Regions from separate parts of the Sus scrofa genome. Here region 2 is linked to region 1. A link is a contact called in public HiChIP or PLAC-seq data. All regions are on one chromosome and are shown on one strand. The core of a region is the stretch at or near the end of the contact, and the rest is flanking DNA. Distances in the headings are between cores, read along the strand shown.

The links. HiChIP or PLAC-seq counts read pairs in DNA pulled down with a chosen protein or histone mark.
Region 2: an H3K27ac HiChIP or PLAC-seq map of alveolar macrophages shows a contact between it and region 1. The contact joins two enhancer-like sites. A contact is called at or near these places in 4 of 47 Hi-C or Micro-C datasets (embryonic fibroblasts, retroperitoneal adipose tissue and skeletal muscle) and 1 of 2 datasets of contacts at active chromatin or transcription factors (alveolar macrophages).

Annotation. Positions count from the first base shown.
Region 1 is chr8:85,628,496-85,633,225 of Sscrofa11.1, reverse strand. No RefSeq gene overlaps it. Among named protein-coding and RNA genes, the nearest start is that of IL15, 48 kb to the left of the region's middle. Within about 2 kb of position 2,270, at least 3 of the 83 cell types and tissues checked have an H3K27ac peak or open chromatin away from gene starts, as enhancers often do. A contact at or near this core is called in alveolar macrophages, where this site is marked.
Region 2 is chr8:85,940,446-85,945,175 of Sscrofa11.1, reverse strand. No RefSeq gene overlaps it. Among named protein-coding and RNA genes, the nearest start is that of ZNF330, 94 kb to the left of the region's middle. Within about 2 kb of position 2,260, at least 1 of the 83 cell types and tissues checked has an H3K27ac peak or open chromatin away from gene starts, as enhancers often do. A contact at or near this core is called in alveolar macrophages, where this site is marked.

The DNA of each region.
Region 1 (4,730 bases), core at 1,021-3,520:
GGGAAGTATTGTGACTGGTTATTACAAACTTCTTGGTGCAGGAATCCTTTGCTCTTGCAACAGTCCACAAGGTCTGGTCACTTTGTTCCTATAAACCTCTGATGAGATAATTGTTACTTCCTGTTCTGCAAACTTTTGTCTCTATAGGAATGGAAAAGAATTATACCTTTAAATGTCAGAGCCTTGAGAACAGACTATTCTGTATATTTCAGGATATAGGCACAAAGGTGCAAAGCCAGGATGACTAAGCACAGGCCACAGAGCACAAGGGTTAGAGTTAAATGAATAGATTCAATATGGAGTCAGGTTTGTTCTTCTCTGTTATAATTTCCAGACCCCACTTTGTTGATCTTCTGGCAAGTCCACGTACCTGATGTCTGGGAGATTCTCATCAATATGAATTAAATGAGAATTTTGATATATACCAGACTGTAGAGGGACATGGCCTTCCATCTTGAGACAATCAAATTTGTATTTAAAGGTTTATGTCCTCTGTCTCCATTTATTTCCTCTGAACTTTCCTGCCTTTAGGTGGGTGTCTATGGAGGATTTTATTAGGGTGAAGAAACTAGCTTGTAGCCAAAAGTCTTATGTTGACCCCACATAAGACTTATAAGGGCGAATTACTTTCAATATTCTGTATTCCCATCCACAAACGCAGCCTTTATATCACACCATTCTTCCTCTAGGCACAAAAATCTTTTTTATGAGCTACACAAAGAACACAAGCTTGTCCCTATAAACCAGACTGACTTGTGGATGTAGCAAGAGATGAAGAAGAGACTGGTTGGTGCCGCTCCAGTCCAGCCTACATGAAACCGATCCAGCAGTCACATGGTTCACAGGTGTGGAGGGTGGGCAGGCTGCCTCCCTTTTGAGAGGAGTTCAATGCCACGGTGCTGCAGCCAGTGAGAGGTCCACCTTCTACCACCCGTTCCAGCAATGTCTCCTTGTTTGCGTAGACAGGGAATCCCTTCCAGTGTTTTGGTTCAAAAAAATTTAAAACAACGGCAGTGGTTTTCACAGATGAGCAAGCACAACATCAGAATCTTCAGGTGGCTTAAAATTAAACATATCAGCTCTTGGAAAGACGTGGTCACAATGAGCTTCTAGGATTCCCATGAGTATCCAATTTTAAGAGCTCCCCTCATCTTCCCTGACCACATGTTTTATCTGAAGTCGACCCTGTAGCTACTGCGTCACTGTTTCAGACATAGGTGTGCTGTCCTCTCTGGTAATACACCATCTCTGATACCTTCAGAATTATTTGGAGAACATTTCTTAAAATTCCAAGTGATTTAATATTTGACTGAAGGTACAACCAGGAAGCAAGATACTGGATGAATTCATTCTACTCACCTCATCTTAGCAGACTGCAGCTCCTAAAAATAAACGGCAAAGCTCAATTACCAAAGCTAAGCAATGAGAGCCTGCTGTATAGCATAGGGAACTCTGTCTAATCCCTTGCGATGGAAAACGATGGAGGATAATGTGAGAAAAAGAATGTAGGAGGTCCCGTCGTGGTGCAGCGGAAATGAATCCGACTAGGAACCATGAGGTTGTGGGTTCGATCCTTTGCTTGGCTCTGTGGGTTAAGGATCTGGCATTGCCTTGAGCTGTGGTGTAGGTCACAGACACAGCTTGGATCTGGTGTTGCTGTGGCTGTGGCGAAGGCTGGCAGCTGCAGTTCCAATTAGATCCCTAGCCTGGGAGCCTCCATATGCCGTGGGTGTGGCCCTCAAAAAAAAAAAAAGAAAGAAAAAAAAAGAGAATGTATATGTATGTATAACTGGGTCACTTTGCTGTACAGTAGAAATTGACAGAACATTGTAAATTGACTATAATAGAAACTAATTTATAAAAGAAAGTTGTGGACACTTGAGAAGGAAGAAAACAGTTGACAAAAATGGTTAGATTAGAGTCAGCATATTTCCCCGTAGTAAAAAAAAATTCTTCTGGAATGATTGTCCTGGAATTATTACTAAGAGCACCTCTTTTGGTTAAAAAGTATCTTTGTTTGGATGGTAAATTATATGGGGACCTTAGTTTAACTGGCAGGTGACCCACGTGGTCCCCCTCAGAAAACTGGAAAGCAGGGGAAGAGCTCCGAGGAGAAGCAGAGGTATGTGACCCGGAAGCCCCTTGAAGCCCCCCTGAAAGGAGGGTGGGCCAGAGCAGTCAAAACTGCAGAAAAAGAGTGAGAATTCTGACTGAGAAGACACGATTCAGTGGAGAAATTAGGACACTGGTGACCTCCAGGGAGCAACTTTTGAGCAAAATAGAGGCAGAGGTTGCAATTTCAGTTGAAGGGGAAGTGAGTCAGAGGTTCTGCAATGACCACTTACGCTTTAACAAAAATGTGAGAGTTAAATGAAGGAAAGGAACGGAAAAAATGGGGCAATTATGTGAATGAATTGATCCTAAAAAAAAGAGAAACGGAAATGCGAAAGACTCCCTCTTAAACATATGAAAAAATGCTTAACATAAAAAGGTAATTGAAGTTAGAATTATGCTGCAATATCATTTTAACCATCACACTGGCAAGGGTGAGAGAAAAAAGGCATTCTCATACCACTGGTGGTAGAGAATAAATTATCGTAGTCTGAATGGAGGGTAGCTTGGCAATACGTACAAATATATAAAATGACTGTTTCATCTGACCTAGAAATTTCTACTTTCAGAAATTATCCTACTTTATTCTATTTTTAGATATTCTTGCATAAGTGCAGAATGACTTTAAATAGGATATTTCATGTAGAATTATGTGTGACACTAAATATTGGAAATAATGCTTTTCAGTAGGGAACTGGATAAATAATAACAGAAAAATGGTGAGTGCTTACTATGTATTAGACACCATTTCAAGTGCTTTATTTGTTTGGGTCATTTTATTTCCTCCCAATAAACCGGTTGAGCTCAAATGAGCATCATCCACCTTTTGTAGATGAGGAAACGGAGGCACACAGAGATAAGGAACTTGCCGAGGGGAATATGGATCTGGGATTGGAATTCAGAGCTTAGTCTCATAACTCTCATAACCACTGTTACAAACATACTTTGTTCTGTAAAAGAATGAGGTCTTTTAATGTTAGTCTTCAAAAAAATGAGGTAGCACTATATAGATTTATATAAAATAATCTCTGAGGTAGAACTATAAGGTTTATATAAAATAATCTCTGAGGTAGAACTATAGAGATTTATATAAAATAATCTCTGAGGCATAAAATAATCTCTGAAGTAGAACTCTAGAGATTTATATAAAATAATCTCTTTTGAGTGAAAAGAGGATGGTGCAAAACGTTTTGTTGAATATGCTGTCCTGTGTTTGAAAACATATATTTATGCTTGTCTATACATAGACTCCTTCTGGAAGACTGTGCAAGAAATAGGTGTTGTCTCTGAGAAGGCAGGTGGTGGATGCGAGGCAGAGAACAGAGGCAGCAGAAGACTTAGGGTTTTACTTGATACTCTTTTGTATCTTTTGGATTTTATACTATGTATTTCCATTACTTTTTTAACTTCATATATATATATATATATGTGTATATATATATATATATATGAAGTTGCTTTTTAGGGCCGCACCTGCAGCATACGGAAGTTCCCAGGTGAGGGGTCAAATCGGTGCTGCAGCTGCCAGCCTATGCCATACCCACAGCAACGTGAGATTCTTAACCCACTGAGCGAGGCCAGGGATTGACCCTACATCCTCATGGATACTAGTCTGGTTCATAATCCTCTGAGCCACAATGGGAACTCGCTTTCTAATTAGTTTCTTAAAGTAAAAATAAAATAAGAGCGATATAAAAACAATAAAATAAAATGTAGGTAATTGTGACAAATTGTAGGGGTTAAATGATAAAAACCTGGGTTAGAAGGAATTAAAATGGGTGAAATGGTTGCATGTAGGACAAGGGCTTAAAGAAAAGGAATGTGTTGGAGTTCCCATCGTGGTGCAGTGGTTAACGAATCCAACTAGGAACCATGAGGTTGCAGGTTTGATCCCTGGCCTTGCTCAGTGGGCCGAGGATCCAGTGTTGCTGTGACCTGTGGTGTAGGTTGGGGACGCAGCTCGGATCCAGCGTTGCTGTGGCCCTGGCATAGGCTATAGCTCCGATTAGACCCCTAGCCTGGGAATCTCCATATGCCGCAGGAGTGGCCCTAGAAAAGGCAAAAAGAGACCAAAAAGAAAAAAAAAAGAAAAGAAATGTGTTGAGGCAATGTGAAGCTTTAGAGAAATACCACCCTTTTTTTTTTTTTTTTTATTGGGTAAAAAACACATAACATGAGCTCTACCCTCTTAACAAATTGTTAAGTATATTGTATAGCATTGTTAATTATATATACATTTTCGTACCACAGATTTCTAGAACTTGTTCATCTTGCATGACTGAAACTCTATCCCTATTTGTATTAGTCAGTTCAGGCTCCTACAACAAAGTACATTAGATGGGATGGCTTCAACAGCAGCCATTTATTTTCTCACAGTTGTGAAGGCTGGAAGTCCAAGATCAAGGAGCAAGCATTGTGGGTTTCTAGTGAGGACTTCATCCTGGCCAACAGGAAGCTGTCACCTTGCTGTGTACTCCCAGGACTTCTTCCTGGAGGAAGGGCAGAGAGCAATGGAGACAGAGTCAGAGACAGAGAAGGGGCACATTCTCCCATGTCTGTTCTTACAGGACACGAATCCCATCAGACCAAGGCTCTACTCTACTGAACTCATGTAACTT
Region 2 (4,730 bases), core at 1,011-3,510, 310 kb before region 1:
CTGGATCCACCAGGCAGTTTGCTCACTGGTCAGAAAGTTGAGTTCCACAATTCAGATCCATGCAGACTCTCTTTCCTGGGAAACAAAACACAGCTGAGTCCACAAAGCCAAAAACCTTGACTTGGCCTGTGCTGTCACCTCTGGCAAACTCTGCAACTGCCCCTTTTTGCCTTTTATTAAACCTGGCAGATTCCAGTCCTCTGTCTCTCACACTCCAGGGAACAAAACTCAAGTCTCTAAGTTGTCCCAGTGAAGCCCTTTTTGCAAAGGGTAGCACCCCACTCTTTCCCCTTGGAGAAGGTGAAACTCATAGCCTAGTGTCCAAATGCACAGCTCTTCCCAAATCGTATCATCCTCTCCAGTGTCTTGATCCTTTTATGATTCTTCTGTGGTTTTGGAACAGCTTGAATGGTTCTCTGATATTTCTTTTAAAAATCTGCCTTTTGGTTTGACACTTCCTTTTGGAATTTCATATATAGTATATTGCTATGACTTAGCTGTGATTTCCAGTTTTGTCTGTTAGATGGTGTTAGAAAAAGTTTTATACTCTCCTTGGAAGACTGGAGGGTTAGTTATAGACATATACACACACCATTACATAATAGGCATGTTGAAAATTAAGCAGTTTTAAATTATACACAAAGCAAAAAGTTGTATAATAAGAGAAACAAATTGCCATGTCTCCACCCCATGTCCCACCTGCATCATGGCTAGCTACTCCTCACCAGTCAGGGAATGCAAGCAGTAGGGATGGGCCATCTTAGTCCTAAATATTCTTAGCAAATCAGCTTCTTCTTTACAGAAGTATGAAGGTGATGGGGCTTGGATCTGGCCTTGCTGTGGCTGTGGCGTAGGCCATTGGCTATAGCTCCAATTCGACCCCTAGCCTGGAAACTTCCATAGGTGTGGCCCTAAAAAAACAAAGCAAAACAAAACAAAAAAAAAATGAAGTTGAAATCCAAGGAAAAAAAAATGACCTTTAAGAGTCCCATCTCCACTGCTACCTTCTAAAATATTGATTTTATTTTTTAAGATAATAATGTCTCCTTTCCCTTTCCTTTCCTTCCCTTCTCTTCTCTTTTTTCTTTTCAATAACTCAGATCTTGAATGAAGACCATGTTAATAAGTGTATTCAGGATAAGTCTTTTACAGAACTGATACTTTGCTTTGTTATCTCCAACTTCTTTGGCCAGTTAATGCTGTGGGTGTTTTTGACTTAATGGAAAGGCCTGAGGCGTACAGATAAAAGGACTACAGAGCAAGCTTGTTACATGGATTTTCTTCCTAAGTAATACTTATTGCAGAATGTCCCTGGTACTAAGTAAAAATAGGTAAAATATTGGCATTTTCAAAGTCCTAATCTTAGATCAATACAAGTGCCCTGCTCTTGTTTTAACCCTGGCTTAGCACTGCTTGACATCAGAAGTACACCCGATCCCCATTTGGGGGCAAAAAAAATAAATCGCTCTTCCTTGTTCACAAGACAGATCCAGTATGTATTATCCAAAGATTAGCTCTTTATTGCAGTCTCTGAAACAAGTTGAAAAGACAAAAAAAAAACAAAAACAAAAACAAAAACAAAAAAACCAAACCAAACCAAACCAAACAAAACCAAAAAACATGCTGAAAGAGTGAATTTTGAAAATCATACTATTACGGAGTAGTTGAAAATTTAGTTTGCTCCCAGCTGGGGAAAAAAAATTAGCCTGTAAAGCGGGAGTAAAGGAAAAGTTTTAATATATCAAAACTGGCTAAATCTGTCATGCTCAATTGTGCAACAGAGCCAAATGAAATGAACATATTAGTGGCAGTTGAGAAAAATGGCTTTTCAAATTCAGTTTTTATGAGAGTAATTTAGGAAGTGTAGTATAAGAGTCATTAAGTACAAAATACCCCGAATGTCAGCGTCAGTTGTATTTTGCTTTTGTTTGGCTCACTGAGTGACATAGCATACCTTAAATCTGATGAAGAAACTCTTGGAGGCTAAAAAGGGAGGGCCTGACAGCAGACTCTCCAAGCAGCATGGGATATCCTGGGAAAGGGGTCCCTAAAACCACGTTTTCCCACCTTGTGGTGGAGACTGAGAAATCAGAGGAAGCTCTGATTCCAGCCCATGAATGGAATAAAACCAAGAAGAAGCTTCCTGTGAGCTGGTAACCCACTTCCCCCAGGGAAAATCAAGAGGAACTTGGGCAGGACCTGGGAGCTTGTGAGAGAAAATTTCAAGCAGGGAGGCAGGAGTGAGCAATGTGGCTTGAATCATCAGTCTATGACAGAAGGAAACAGCACAACTGTGGCCTAGAGTTTCCTGCACGGTGACATCAGCTGTTGTTCTGAGTTGGGATGAGAAGGAAAAAAATGCCTCCTTCCTCCTGGCTTGTGCTGGCCTGAAAAGTTATAGTGTGTGAAGTGTGACCTCTTGCAAATATTGGTTTGAAAGTATCATCATCTAGAGAGAGTTTAAAAACCAACAACACAAACTAAACCCCAAGATCTCAGGGGGAAACTGACATGTTTATGAGTCCCTATTTACTGCACGCTTGTTGAGTCCTGTACAGTATGACCAAGTTAACCTGACCAGATACTTCCTATTTGTGACCAACTTCAGTTCATCCTAAGTGTACCACATGCCTTGCCCTCAGAGTAAAGCCTCAACCTTCCCACTTGTTGTCCACTAGTTTCATCCTCTTTATTAATACACGATTCTTTATTTTTTAATTTTTAAAAATTATAGTTGATTTACAATGCTGCTGTATAGCAGAGTGACCCAGTTTATATATATATGTGTATATATTTATAACTATATATATAGTTATAAAACTATATATATATATATATACGCACATTCTTTTTCTCACATTATCCTCCATCATGTTCCATACGAGTGACTGGATATAGTTCCCTGTGCTATACAGCAAGACCTCATTGCTTATCTGCTGCAAATGCAGCAGTTTGCAACTACTAACCCTAGACTCCCTGTCCATCCCCCGCCCCCCCTTGACAGCCACAAGTCTTTTCTCCATGTCCATGAATTTGTTTCTTTGCTGTAGATAGGTTCATTTGTGCCATATATTAGATTCCACATGTAAGAGATATCATATGGCATTTGTCTTTCTCTTTCTGGCTTCCTTCACTGAGTATGAGAATCTCTGGTTCCATCCATGTTGCTGCACATTTCCAAAAGAAAAGTAAAAAATCACCTGACCATCTCAATAGATGCAGATAAAGCATTTGACAAAATCCAATATCCATTCATGATAAAAACTCTTACCAAAGTGGGTATAGAGGCAACCTAACATAATCAAAGCCATTTTTGACAAGCCTACAGCGAATATAACACTCAACAGAAAAAAAACTGAAACCCTTCCCTGTAAAATCTGGAATAAGACAAGGATGCCCACTCTCACCACTTTTATTCAACATTGTGTTGGAAGTCCTAGCCACTGCAATCTTACCACAATTCTTTTAGAGACGTTTTCTTGAGTTGCCATAGTTTCTCAGAAAATTGGCTGGAGTTGTCTCACCTCCAAGCCTTTACTTTTTCTTCTACTTTTTTTTCCTTTTTGGTTCTCTCTTGCAATTTCTTCTCTATTCTTTTATTTTATTATTATTCTTTATTAAGTACGCTTTATTTACAGAGCCTTTACTTCTTAATGTATTTTCATCTGGACTTTCAATTGTACCTCAAGATTCAGCCACATTGAGCTGGGCTTCTACAGTTTGGCTCAAGTCACCCTTCACTATTCTGCTTCAACCCTCCAGCTCACATGAATGGCCTCTTCTCTGAATCTGTAGCCTCCACACTGCCCTCTGAGACAGCCATATCTGATGTACAAGAGGAGGCTCTGGTTCTGAACGTTTTCTCAAGTGTATTCTGGTTTCCTTGGCTGCAGATTCCATTGTATCCATCACGGAGTTTTATTTGTTTTTTGGAATTTTTATGTGTTGTGTGGCAGTATCTGTGCTGTTTGTGTGTGTATACTCACATACCAGAAGAGGGAAGAGAAGTTTCCTTTTTTTCTTTTCCTAATTCCACAGCACACTGCTTTATTCACCCTTACCTCCAGTCTTGGCAGAAACATCAGTGAGCCACCCTGCTATCCCTGTTGCCATATCAGAGGCTGTCATAGACAGATGCCCTCCAGGCTTCCACTATTCATTCTCTGTGCTTCTCCTCTGCTTGCATAACCTTGGCTCAGACATGAAGTGGACACAGCTGGCTCACTGGTTGCATGGGGTCAGTAGAATGGCCTGCATACTCAATCAGTGTCAAACGTTCTAAGATGGGCTGAGGCAGAGGAAGAACTTCTAGTTAGGAAAGCATAAGATGACAATTCACCATTTTTCTGTATTTAATGAGGCAGAGTCCATTTACACATCATATCCTCCAGTTTATGGTATTGTTTTCATTTATTCATTCACTCAATTATTTATCCATTAACTCATCTATCATAAATATCTCCATTTTAAAGAAACAAGAGGAAGAAGGATGTAGGAAAGAGGCCAATAAACAATTCCTGCTCTTCGTTTCTTCTCCATTCCCACCAAGACACACAAAGACACTCATTGTGGGGAAGTCTGTGGTGTTCAGGACTTGCCTGGGCAGCCCCTCCCAAGACGTGGGACCGAGCAATTTGGAAATCAAGTCCTGTCTGCAGAGGTGATGTGAATGCATGTGTTCTTTCTCTGGTAAAGATGATGCTCTTTGGAAACGGACCTCTTATTGAAAG